Linked DNA regions of Sus scrofa: region 2 is linked to region 1. A link is a contact called in public Hi-C data. All regions are on one chromosome and are shown on one strand. Each heading gives the region's core, a stretch centred on a gene start, on an enhancer-like site or on the middle of the called end of the contact. The rest is flanking DNA. Distances are from core to core; before and after follow the strand shown.

Evidence for each region. Hi-C and Micro-C count contacts between places; a contact is called where the count stands out from the background.
Region 2: a Hi-C map of liver shows a contact between it and region 1, with 4 times the contacts expected there. The contact joins the promoter of MIB2 here to the promoter of RNF223 in region 1. A contact is called at or near these places in 2 of 47 Hi-C or Micro-C datasets (heart right ventricle and liver).

What each region holds. Positions count from the first base shown.
Region 1 is chr6:63,442,330-63,448,324 of Sscrofa11.1, reverse strand. It overlaps RNF223 (RING finger protein 223), which reads left to right and starts at 3,568. Exons shown (of 9, transcript XM_021095183.1): 1 at 3,568-3,699. It overlaps LOC106509643 (a long non-coding RNA gene), which reads right to left and starts at 3,460. Exons shown (of 3, transcript XR_002344844.1): 1 at 3,322-3,460; 2 at 1-1,916.
Region 2 is chr6:63,782,840-63,789,856 of Sscrofa11.1, reverse strand. MIB2 (E3 ubiquitin-protein ligase MIB2) reads right to left here and starts at 2,657. Exons shown (of 20, transcript XM_021097467.1): 1 at 2,054-2,657; 2 at 46-201. LOC102160306 reads left to right here. Exons shown (of 5, transcript XM_021097587.1): 3 at 2,037-2,762; 4 at 3,656-3,833; 5 at 6,545-7,017. The coding sequence ends at 3,833.

The sequences.
Region 1 (5,995 bases), core at 2,319-4,818:
GCAGCGAAGGGAACGGAGGTCACCACGAGTCACAGTCAAAGGGCTGTTGGCCCTGAGAAGCTGGAATTGGAAGTCTGGAAGGGTCGAGTCAGAGACGAAAACGAAATAGAAACAGGCCTCTGCTTCTAGCCCAGATGTATCCCAGGTACCCCCACCCCCGCCCCAACCGACTAGAACCCAGACAAGACCAGGAGGCAACGGTCCCCAAGGCACAGGACATCAGGCGACCAAGGACAGTGACCCCCAGGATGAGGGTGCAATTGCGGTGAGTGCCCTGGCTGCCCAGCTCACGGCTGCCAGCTCCCGGGCAGATGGTCCCAAGGGATGAGTGCGGCCAGAGTTCACAGGATGGAGCCGTGAGGGGAGTGCTCTTGAACCCGCGGGGGCCGCTAGGGAACTCAGGAGTGGGGCACAATAAGCCCTGGAGCGCGGGCTGCCCAGAACCTCCTCACGGGGCTCAAGGGGAAGATCCAAAAGGGTCAAACGGCCGCCAAGGAATTTTTCGGCATATCCCAGAACAGAGCCCAAGAGCATGGATTATAAGATTGTCCAGAAGCAAGGTAAGGTTGCCATCTGGCAAGCAACCAAGGATGGCCACAGTTGGCTCAAAAATAAGCACATAACAGAACCAAACAACCTGAATAATCGTTAAAAACCTTCTTACAAAGAGAATTCCCAACCCATTTAAATTCCTAAACATTTAAGGGACAGATGAGACCAAGTATCTGCTGGCTGGTCCACAGTGAAGAGGAGGTGAGCTTCCCGCCTAGTCTGAGGACAGCGAGACCCTCACAGCAGATACAAGGCATCCTGGCAAATTACTCTTAACTCGGAGAATTTTAGCAAATTAATACAGCAATAGGATAACCTATCATGACCAGATGGGATTTCCTCGGAACATAAGGCTGGTTTAACATCCGAGAATCAGTGTGGTCCCACGTGAACAAACTAAAAAGGAGAAGCCAGATGATCATCTCAATAGATTTTTTAAAAAGCGTTTCGACAAAACCGAAAGCAAACAAACAAACAAAAACCACGTAGAAGGAGAGGGCACTTCCTCAGTTTAGTGAGGCGGGGGTTCCTGTGGGCCTCGACAGGTGGAGTATGGATGAGACCTCAAGGCAGAGGTGTTGAGGGGGCAGCTGGTTACATGGAGACAAGGTGCAGACAATTGTATTGTTCATTTCAGGAACTTCATGGGGGAAAAAAACTCTAAACACCAGGCTTTCAACAGATCCCATGACTCCTCCGACGCCCTGCCTTGCTGTGTCCACCAACCCTCAACTACCACGCGGGGACTTTCCCCCACCTGCACCGAGCCTCCTCCGCACTGGAAGCTCACCCTGACCCTGACCTGTGCCTCCCAGATCGGGGCACTGCAGAGACTCAGCCAAGAACCCAGGCGTATCATCTCATCTGCAGGCTTCTTGAGCAGCATTTTCAGGGAGCCCAGGTCTGACGCTACTGAGACGCACTGGCGGAAAGGTCACCCTCTGATATCAGAGGATGCATTATGAATGGATGCCCTGACCTTAGAGAAACTTGGGGCTGAAGCAGGAAGGCTCAGCAATAAATACCAAGTTCCCACTGGTCTTCAGAAAACCACCAAGAAGGTGGAAAGGTGCAGAGCCGTACAAAGCAATTCTGTGACACGGCGCAGGTGGGCGCAGAGCCCAGAGGAGCTGCTTCAATGAGGCAGGACTACTGCCCGAGGATGGCTCACACTGGGCCAGCTTCCTCCCGACCACGTGGGCCCACTGTCCTCTGGGAGGGAAGACCCAGAGCGACTCATCCTCCTGCCCCATGCTCTTACTTGGAGAGTAGCTCGCCCGGTGAGTCTGATACTCCATTTCCGTTGAAGGGTGTTCAAACTTGGGATGAATGTCCTGAGGCAGCGTCCAGAAGGGGAGGAGAACCTGCAGGATTCAGCCAGATGACCAACTGCACAGAAGCCAGCCAGGAAGGGAGCTGTGGTCGTCAGGGAGCCCAGGGACTGGGAGCGGCCTGGAGCCACCTGTCCAATAGCACTCGTGCCCTGCACCCCTGCACACCCTAACCCTATCTGCACCCGACTCAAACAACGCTCCCAGGGTCCTGCCCTCTCCTCGGCACACTTGCGATCCCATTTCCTGAGAAGTTAGGAGTGCTGCAGGACACACACTGCTCTTCTTGTCTGGGGCGGCTCAGAGGCAGAGCCTGAGACCACACAGAAATTCCCGTGTGTCACAGTTCCCATAGTGGCTCAGTGGTTAATGAATCTGACTAGCATCCATGAGGACGCAGGTTCGATCCCTGGCCTCGCTCAGTGCGTTAAGGATCCGGTGTTGCCATGAGCTGTGGTGTAGGTCACAGACGTGGCTTGAATCCTGCGTTGCTGTGGCTGTGATGTAGACTGGCAGCGGCAGCTCCGATTTGACTCCTAGCCTGGGAACCTCCATATGTGACCCTAAAAAAAAAAAAGCGAAAAAAAAAAAAAAAGAAAAAGAAAAAAGAAAGAAATTCCCCTGTGTCATCCTGTTGGGACAAACCAGTCCAGGATGCCAGACAGTCCTGTCACCTAGACCCCACACCCACAGTCTTTAGGACTGACTGTGGGGGACAGTCACAGTCCCTGGGAGGCACAAGGTCACGGGGTGGAGCTTTCGTGGACAGAGCAACCAGTCCGACCAGTTCAGAGAAACCCGAGATCACACTTCTTTCCCGTCCATCCTTATTCATGTTGAATAAGGATGCTGGGGAGAGATCTGAGAGCCAGTGTTACAGGCGCCCATGCTGACAGCAGTTTGCTGTGTGGGTGCCCTTCCCGGTCCAGGCCTCTCACTCAGACTCACTCGCCCAGGCACTGCTCTCCCAGTAGCCGCCCTTGCGGAAGATCCGCCCCCTGTCCCCGCACCCAAAGATACACAAAGCACAAGGGCGGTGGTGGTTTTACTCTCTTTTCTCCCTAGGCAAAGCCTCTCCCGGGACCAGCTCCGCACGTCCGTCCCTCGGTGCAGACCGGGCCCCGGGTATCCCACTACCCCGCCCCTCTCCGTGAGAAGGGCTTTGCCCGCCCGGAAAGCGGCATGAGTCACGAAGGTGGCAGAACTGGGCGCAGGGGGGCGCTCGGCAGCCCCGGAACAGAGTACTTCCTGGGGAACCCCTCCCCCAGAGAGGACGCAAACATCGCAGAGGCCTTTTCCCCGCCAGCCGTCCTCCGCGCCCGGGCGCGGGACTGGCATCAGGGCGGAAGCGGTCGCCAGGTACTGCGGCGCCTCTCCCCAGGATGCGCCACTGGAACCCTGTGCTGTCTCCGGAACCGCTACTCCGCCGGAAACCGACGGGCAGTCCAGCCGAGCGTTGACGGAGGAGACCCGGGCGACTTTTCGGAAACCGGAACGCAGACGCCTCGGACTGCAGGGCTCTTTGGTCTCCTGGCAACGCCGGACGGCGGCGTAGTCCTTCCCTTACTTCTGCTGCCATGTTTAGGGCCCTAGACTACATTTCCCAGGTCGCTTCGCGCGAACCTTCAGATCTCGCGAGAACTCTGGCCTGGAACCCTCCGGGGGAGGAGACTCGCGCGGACCGCCGGGAGTTGTAGTTCCGGTTTGGGAGCTGTGCTCCCTGGCACCCGGGCTGAGAGACTTCAAGTCCCAAGGGGGCACAGCGCGACCGCCTGGAGGGCGGGGGGTATGAAAGAGGAACCCGGAGGGCGCAGGGGTGAGTGAGGGGCCGGGAGTGGGCGGGCGGGGGCTGGCTAGGGGTTGGCTGGGGGCGGGGACTGCGGCGGCCCTGGCTGTGCGGAGTCCCGCCGGGGCAGTCAGGGCGGCGGGGTTTGGCCGCCCTTTCTCTCTGTGCCCCTCGCCCCGCCACCGGCTCAGGGCGCCCCGGACGCGCGGGAGGAACCGCGAGTCCCAGGAGGTTTCCCATTTCAGCTCGCTGATCGCCACTGGAGTGTCAGGCCTCGTCCAACAGGGGTTCGTGTGCGTAGTCACCAGAACGATTTAATTGACGTTCTAGTTTAAGTTCATTAAGATCGGGGGGTTTGGACGCGCTTCTCACAGCGCTCCTGCAAACGCAGCTCCCTGGTGGCGGGGCGCTCAGGTGGCCCGGCTTTGTCCTGTGTTCTCAGGGTCACCGCGGTGCTGGAGGTAGCGCTGGGCCTCGTCCTCTGCGCCTCAGCCCGCGCCCCCGTAGCAGCCTTGTTCAGCCATAATCTGAATGCAGAAGCTCCTAGAAGGAAATAAAATCTGAATTTTACGGAAAGTTTCTTCTGGCACACGCGCACTCCACCCCGCCCCGGTGTGCGTCTCCCAAAGACAGAGCAAACGTGCCTTGGAGGGTGGTCACCCCAGGACCCTCCCTGCACCGCCCTGTTCTGCAAGGTAAGCGTAATTCACTTGAAGAATGATCTCTAGTCACCACAGTACTGAGAATTCCGCATCCCCACGGCCAGGAACCCCCTGGGGAGTTCCGGGGGTCCTCCCATCAGTACCTTCTCAGGGCTGCGGAGTCCACGGAGCACCTACACGTACACAGACTTTGCATCCAGTCAGATTGTGTACACCATCGGTTCTCCATCAGCACGATGGGACTTTCGGGTTGAGAAACATGTTAATGAACAGGGCCACACACAGTTCTCCTTTTGTCCTGAGAGCCACATTGCTCCCTTTGCTTGCTGAGAAAGTGACTGGCAGGAACCTGCCCTGAGGGGCTGGAGATCCAGCAGGTCCTCCCGTGCTGTGCTGGGCAGTGGGAGAAACAAGATCAGCACATGGGATTTTTTTTTTTTTTGGTCTGTTCATCTTTTAGAGCTGCACCCCCTGGGCGTATGGAGGTTCCTAGGCTAGGGGTCTAATTGGAGCTGTAGCCGCCAGCCTATGTCACAGCCACAGCAACACCAGATCCGACCCATGTCTGCGAGCTACACCACAGCACACGGCAATGCCAGATCCTTAACCCACTGAGCGAGGCCAGGGATCGAACCTGCGACCGCATGGTTCCTAGCTGGATTCGTTTCCGCTGCGCCACAATGGGAACTCCAGCGCATGTGATTTTTAAAGCTGGCGACCCCCCCTCTCCAGCCACAGCCGCCGCAAAGCCTGGAGGAGCGGTATGTATGTGGCGTCCACCGCCCCCTGCAGTGGTCATCCAGGCAAGGCTTCCTACCAGGGAGCCCGTTTACATGGTTGTCCAGCCAGCACCCAGCCCCTGTTGACTGGTCAGAGTGATTCCACCCGCTTCGTGATGTGTTACTTGTGCAGAATCACAGTGACTTCTTCATTGAAACCACTTTTTCTAAGGAAGAATGAGCTGTGCAAGAACGCACAGTACAGTGTAAATTCTCACCAAACTGCATTACATTGTGGAAACTCGTGCTCCATTACTTAGCTGTTTGGCTCCCATGAGATCTTCAAAATAGAAAATGAATTGCATTTATTCAGTTAGTGCGTGTAATTCACATAAATGAAATGCACAGGCTCCGTTTGATCAATTTTGACAAAGGCGTACAACTGTCACCTGCACGCCCATCATGACAGGACAGTTCTGTCTTCCCTAAAGGTTCCCCTGTGTTGTGGGCCGATTGGCTCTGTCGCCCCAAATCCATGACCCCAGTGTGATGGTGTCTGGAGGTGGAGCCTTTGGGAGGTGATCGGGGTGAGCTGGGGCCCGTGCTGGCATCGGTGCCCTGAGGGCAGGGGCAAGACAGAGCGACCTCCCCACACCCCGCTCACATGACCCCTGCTCGCACACCAAGGAAAGGCCATGAGGACGGTGAGAAGGTGGCCGTCTGCAGGCCAGGAAGGGCCCTCGCCAGACGCCGGGTCTGCCGGCACCTTGACCTTGGGCCTCCCAGCCCCTAGTTCTGCGAGGAGCAGCGTCTGGTCTAAGCTGTGCCGGCTGATGAACCTTGTAAACCTTCCCAGCCGCCCCCGACCCCCCCTCCCCCGCCCCCGCCAGAAGCGCAGGCAGGGCTCTTCACTGTTTCTGTGTGAGAGCTCACGGGCACGGGGTG
Region 2 (7,017 bases), core at 1,408-3,907, 340 kb before region 1:
TTTCAAATGACTGCGGTGCTCAGGGTCTGAGCAGTAGGCACTTACCTTAGAGCACACACTGGCCTCCCTTCAGCATCCCTGACACTTAGCTGCTAAATCCCGGCTCGGAAATCTGCTCAGCCACCAAGACTTCCCATTGGAAACTGGCTGCCATTGCTGACACAGAACCCAGCAAAGGAAACGGGCGGGCAGCCACCAAGTCTGGGGAAAAACGGTTTTATACTTTCAGCATTCACCGTCTCAGCCCAACAGACAGACATCTAGATCTGCTGCTGGTTTTCCAGTTTTTTCCTTATTTTCTTTCTTCCTTTTTTTTTTTTTTTTTTTTTTTTTTTTTGGCTGTGCCCATGGCAGGTGGAAATTCCTGGGCCAGGGAACAAACCCACGCAACAGCAGTGACCTGAGGTGCTACAGTGAGAACACCAGATCCTTAACCTGCTGCACCACAAGGGAACTCCTACTAGTTTTTCTTAAGAAACTTCTAGCTTCTGAAAAGCAGAACTATTTCTCTCTCTTTTTTTGCATCCTTTAGAGCCCCACCCATGGCATATGGAGGTTCCCAGGATAGGGGCTGAATCAGAACTGTAGCTGCCAGCCTACACCACAGCCACAGCAATGCCAGATTCAAGCCACATCTGCGACCTACACCACAACTGCTAGCAACCCCAGATCCTTAACCCACTGAGCGAGGCCAGGAGTCAAACCCATGTCGTCATGGATAGGAGTCGGGTTTGTTACCACCGAGCTATGACGGGAACTCCCCAGAACTATTTCTAAAGCACTTGTTGAGACAGTATAGAAATAAAGGGTTGACCTTATTTTGACTATTTTATCAGAAAAAAAACTTTAAAAAGCTGCAGAGATTACGTCATATTGAGCCAGGAAGTTGGCAATTGCCTTTACTGAGCAAAATAAAGTTGCATGGAACTGAGACTGCTCTCAACAAAAGGCTGCCACTTCTCTCCTTGCACCTCCAGCTGAGCTGATGATGCTGTTTAAATCGACACCATATGTGGCACAGTCAACTGGCAAAACCTGGTGAATCACAGGCTCCTGTCCCATGGCAGCTCTGGCTAAGGCTGGGGAGAAAATCCCAGGTGCCCAGGGAGTCTGGCCCATTAAGAGCGAGTAAAGCCCTGAGACCTTACGTGGACCGTATGAGCACACCGGCTGAGGGAGACCCCCAGGAAGTACAGGGTGGGCATCACCTGAATTCTGGCCACCCAGATGGGAGCCCTCAGGCACCCAAGCACCGCACAGGACCTACCCTGGGCGGGAGCATGGCATTCAGATACTTGTTGCACCTGGAGCAACAGGCCAGAGGGAAATGGCCAGAGGAGGGGACCTGCCAGGAAGGGCCAGGTTTGCCAGGGCTCCCACTACCAGACTGCCTCATCCCCAGCCTGGCGGGTGCCCCCCGGGAGCCTATCTGGTACCTTTGCCTGCTTCAATTGATTCTGAGCTCAGAGAGAGGATTATTTACTTACACACATACACGCTCAAAAACAAGCCCAAGCCCCTCTGACATGGCATCAGAAGGAATCCAAGCTCGTCAACAGCTCACCTGTCTGGCTGTACGGTCGCTCCCCCCCCACCCCCGCCTTGAAACTAGTGCGCTACAGCTCTGATGCCTGGAGACGTGAGGAAGGGCCTCTAGCCCTGCTGAACTTCAGCGAAAGCCCTAAGCCATCTGACCCTGCGGGGCGGGGGGGGGGGAAGAGGCCAAGACGCAATTAGTACCCCGTTATATACGTGCCCATTCCCTGGAGCTGCCCCAGGGGGCTGCCTCCGGCCCTGCAGGGCTCCCTGGGGTCTGGGGCCGCCGGGAGTGGGGCCGAAGATTGACTCGGCTCTGCAGACGTCAGGGCCCCGCGCTGCACCCTGGGGGGCGCGGCCGGACAGGCCAGGCCGGTCGCCCACCCTTAACTGACCCTTCCTCACTCGCTCGGGTGCGCCCCGCCCCTGTCATTCGTCCCCCTTCTTTGAGAAGCCGCCCTCGCCGCTGCCGGACCATGGCCCCAGTCCCAATGCCCCAGTCGACCCCTTCACTTGCCCGGAAGTTTGCGTCCCGCCCGCTCCGCGCAGGGGCTCCGGGGGCCTGAGGAGCGCCGAGTCTGTCAGCCGGCCAGCTTCGACCTCAGTGTGTGTGACGCCTGGCCGGCGGGCTTCGACTGCTCAGAACCCGCCACCAGCCAGGCCGCCGCGCCACGCCGCGCCGAGCCCGAGCCCGAGCCCCCCGGCCGAAGCCACCCGAAGCCCCCGGCGCTTCAGGGTCTAGGGCCGCCGCGAGCCCTGCCGGGACTTGTAGTCCGCAGCTCCGAGACAGCGGCGGGGGGGGCAGGCCTGAACCACAACTCCCAGGAGGCTACGCGGCGCCGTGACGTAGTGCGCGTGTGGGCAGGATCTACGGACCCAGCCCCGCCCCGACAGCCTGAGGGGCCTCCATCCTTGCTTCCGCGGGAAGGATTCGGGTGGGCTCTGCGCCGCCCCAGACAGGGGACGCGACCACGTCCGCCGGCGCGCGCGCACGTCGGAGAGGGGGCGGACTGCGGGCTGCGGCGCCTCTCCGGGCTGTCACCACCGTGGCGCCCGTGCCCGGGAGGGCCTGCGGACACTACGGCCCCAGGCCTCCCCAGCTACCGAAGACGCGCACGCGCGGGCCCGGACGCGCGGACCAGGCGGCCACGACCTCGCCGCGAAGGGGCGTGGCCTGAACTGGGAGTGCGTCGCCCTCGCTGGCCTTACGTGGCGCACGCAGCCAGGTTCGGAAACGCGTTCGGTTGCCGTGGAGACATGATTGGTTCCGAGATGAATCTTAGTCACAGCCGTGGAGACGGAAGGGTTCAGAGATGAGTCGACGTCACAGCCAACACTTTTGATTTGAGTTACTTTAAAATAAGAGTAAGGCCAGTGCATTTTTTTTTTTTTTTTTTCTCGGCCGTACGCGTGGCTTATGGAAGTTCCTGGGCCAGGAATGGAAACCGAGCCTCAGCGGCGACCTACTCCACAGCTGCAGCAGTGGGATCTTTAATCCACTCCTCCTGGCAAGGATCAAACAAACCCCAGTGCATGGTTTTAATTGACGCAGAACTGAAGACTTAGGGAAAAACATTGGTCCTACGCCAGTCTGCCCAGAGGCGAATATTTCCAACCCTAATATCTTTTCCTGGACAGCAACCTCTTTCTAAACCTGAGAGCAGAGAGTGCTGGGGGTGGGGGAGGGAGTGTGGTTTGGCTGCACCTGCAGCATATGGAGGTTCCTGGGCCAAGGAATGAACCCGGGCCACAGCAGTGACCCGAGCCGCTGTAGTGTCAATGCTGGATCCTTAACCCTCTGTGCCACAAGATAACTCCTGGAAGTGCTGGTTTTTTCTTTTTTAGGGCTGCACCCTTCGCATATAGAAGTTCCCAGGCTAGGGGTCCAATCGGCGCTGCCACTGCCTACCTATGCCACAGCCATAGCAACACCAGATCAGAGCAGCATCTGTAACCTATGCCACAGCTTGTGGCAACACTGACTCCTTAACCCACTGAATGAGGCCAGAGGTGGAACCTGCATCCTCATAGATACTAGTTGGGTTTGTTACCAACGAACCACAATGAGAACTCCTGGAAGTGCTAGTTTTTGATGTATTAATTTTAGACATTTTTATAGGCTTCCCAGTGAGCTCAAAGAGAACCAGACTCTTAAAAGAACTCCTCACTCCCAGCCCATCCCGCAAAGGTACATTTTCCTGACTGTGTTTGAAATCATACAGCTCATCTCAGGAGTCACTGAAGCTCAGTTTCCTTATGCCTTGGTGTGGAGGGAATTCAACCAGAGGAAGCGATAGGTAAGAAGCGGGTTTGTTAATATAGGACTCTTGTGAAGGACATAAGCGGGCAGGCAAAAGCACTCTTCCCCAAGAATTAAGTGGGCTAAATTTCTGTAATCCAAGTCCACCACCTTCCTCTTCCCTTTTAAAAAATATTGCAGGGAGTTCCCGTCATGGTGCAGTGGGAACCATGAGGTTGCGGGTCGATCTCTGCCTCGCTGAGTGGGTTAAGGATCCCTCATTGCCCTGAGCTGTGGTGTAGGTTGCAGATGAGGCTCAGATCCAGCTTGCTGTGGTGTAGGCTGGCAGCTGCAGCTCCAATTTGATGCCTACCCTCAGAACTTCCATATGCCACAGGTGCGGCCCTAAAAATAAAAGCAAAAAAAAAAAATTAAAAATACATAAAAATGTTGTGGGGAAATGGGGTGCAAGAGGATGGTCACGCCCCACGACTTGGGGAAGTTCCTGGGACCGACCACTGTTGGGCTGCACACTGCAGGCCTGCAAGGCCCCATGCCTGTCCAGTTTCAAGACTAAAGAAAGAGCCTGGATGGAGTCCCCATCCTGGCACAGCGGAAACAAATCCGACTAGGAGCCATGAAGTTTGGGGTTCAATCCCTGGCCTTGCTCAGTGCATTAAGGATCTGGTGTTGCTGTGAGTTGTGCTGTGGGTCACAGATGTGGCTCTGGATCCCGCATTGTTGTGGCTGTGGTGTAGGCCAGCAGCTATAGCTCAGATTAGACCCCCAGCCTGGGAACCTCCATATGCCACAGGGGCGGCCCTAAAAAAACAAAAGACAAAAAAAAAAGACGACCCTGGAGTCAGCCACAGAGATATGAAGCTGCAGCTGCCGGCCTACGCCACAGCCACAGCCACTCCTGATCTGAGCCATGTCTGTGACCCACACCACAGCTCATAGCAACGCTGGATCCTCAACCCACTGAGCGAGGCCAGGGATTGAAGCTGCAACCTCATGGTTCCCAGTTGGATTCATTTCCCCTGCACCACAATGGGAACTCCGTCATAAGCGTTGCATCTTAATTAATCTGTTTCTTGCCATCACTCTGTCTCTGGCCAAATTCCTCCTGTGGAGGCACAAAGAACCTGGACCTCAGTGAGTCCAGACACCGGGTGATTCTGATTTAAAACCTGTGGGTTCAAGTCCCAATCCGGCTTTAGGCTAGGTTCAAGCCATAAGTGCTATATCATTTTCAGAGCCTTGTCTGCTGCCTACACCACAGCTCCTGGCAGTGCTGGATTCTTGACCCACTGAGCAGGGCCTTGGGATCGAACTGAGTCCTCGTGGATACGTGTTGGATTCGTTCGCATTGCGCCACAACAGGACTCCCTGGAATCCCTTTTTGGTTTACGCTCTTATTTGCTGAAGTCAGTCTACTGGTAGCTTCCTGGAAGGGGTACATGTCTGAGGTGTTTATTGTACTCTCATTTCTGGTGGATACTTTGGTAGCAGAACAGAGCGAGTGCCCTGTGGGGCTCCTGGGCACACAATTGTGCCTTTCTGTGTCCTCCGTGTCTGGTTTTAGGGGCTAAGCCTCAGCTTCCATGACCTTCCCTGAGTTCCAAAGGGCAGATTCACACCCTTGCTGATCAAGGAAGGGAGGGGATGCAGGGACCCTGGAGGAGCAGCCAAGAGGCAATAGCTCAGCCTTGGTTAGTTCCCATCGTTGTCGTCATGGCTCAGCAGTCATGAACCCAGCTAGTATCTATGAGGACACTGGTTCCATCCCAGGCCTTGCTTAGTGGGTTAAGGATCTGGTGTTGCCGTGAGCTGCGGCATAGGTCACAGATCCCGCCTGGGTGTCTGACGTTGCTGTGGCTGTGGTGTAGGCTGGCAGCTACACCTCCAATTCAACCCCATATGCCATGGGTGTGGCCCTAAAAAGACAAAAAAAAAAAAAATAGTGCTGCCTTGGGGCAGAGTCCTCAAGGAATATGCATAATATATTTGAGCTTTTCTGCAGAACTAAAACCCCCAACAAATCCATGAACTACTTGATGAAGCATTCTTCATTCGGGAAAAAGGTGGGGCACAAAAACCATTCCTGGGGACCACTCAATACCAGCTTCGAGAGTCACTGCCAGCTTGCTTCTCCCCAGATCCTTCTCCACAGCCCCATTTTCCGTTCCCCAAACTGTAAGACCACCTCCGAATCCCTTCCAAGAGGGACACAGTCTTTAAGGCACGAGCCTGCTGTGGCCCCCTTTGCAACACATCTCTTTTTCTCCTTCACCCAAAACTCTGTCTCTGCCTTTTTCTTCGGCAGTGGTGGACAGAGGCTGGGTGGCAGCAAGAGGAGGGCATGGCGTTCTAGTCGGGGACCTCCCATTGTGGTTCGGCGGGTTGAGAACCCAACATAGTATCCACGAGGATGTGAATTCAATCCCTGGCCTCACTCAGTTGGTTAAAGATCAGGCATTGCCACAAGCCGTGGGGTAGGTCGCAGACATGGCTGAGACCCAGCGTTGCTGTGGCTGTGGCGAAGGCCGGCAGCTGCAGCTCTGCTTTGACCCCTAGCCTGGGAATTTCCATAGGCTGCTGGTGCGGCCCTGATGAGAAAAAAAAAACAGAAGAAGAAAAAAAAAGAACTCCAGGTTGGAAATACTCTTCTTTGAAGTTTTTTGGAATGCTGGTGTTATTAAAGTGATAGGTTCCCAGGAGGATGGAGACAGACCCCCCCCAACCTTCACATCTGGCTGTTCACCTTAGACACCTGCTGTGGACACCCCCCCGGAATGTGGAGGCTCACGTTGGGCAGAAAAAACAGTGGTCTGAGCAAAACTACTGCCTGCAGAGACGAACGTCCCACAAGGATGGACTGCCCTCTGTCATGGGACTCGAGTCTCAACCCCACCCTTTGCAACTGACAGCACCGACGGCCCCAACCGAGCTGGGACACAGACTGGGACTTGAACCCACCGTTTTGAATTAGAATCACGCACCCGGTGTCTGGACTCACTGAGGTTCAGGTTCTTTATGCCTCCACACAGAAGGAATTCAGCCAGAGACAAAGTGAAGACAAAGGGATAGGCAAGAAACAGATCTGTTAAGAGAGGACACTTGTGAGAGATGCAAGCGGGCAGACCCGGGAGCTCTGCCCCAGGATCCGGTGGGCCACAGTTTTACCCTCCAAGGGGAGTGGGGGTCGGAAAAGCCCGCTTCTTCCTTACTGGAAGTAGCAG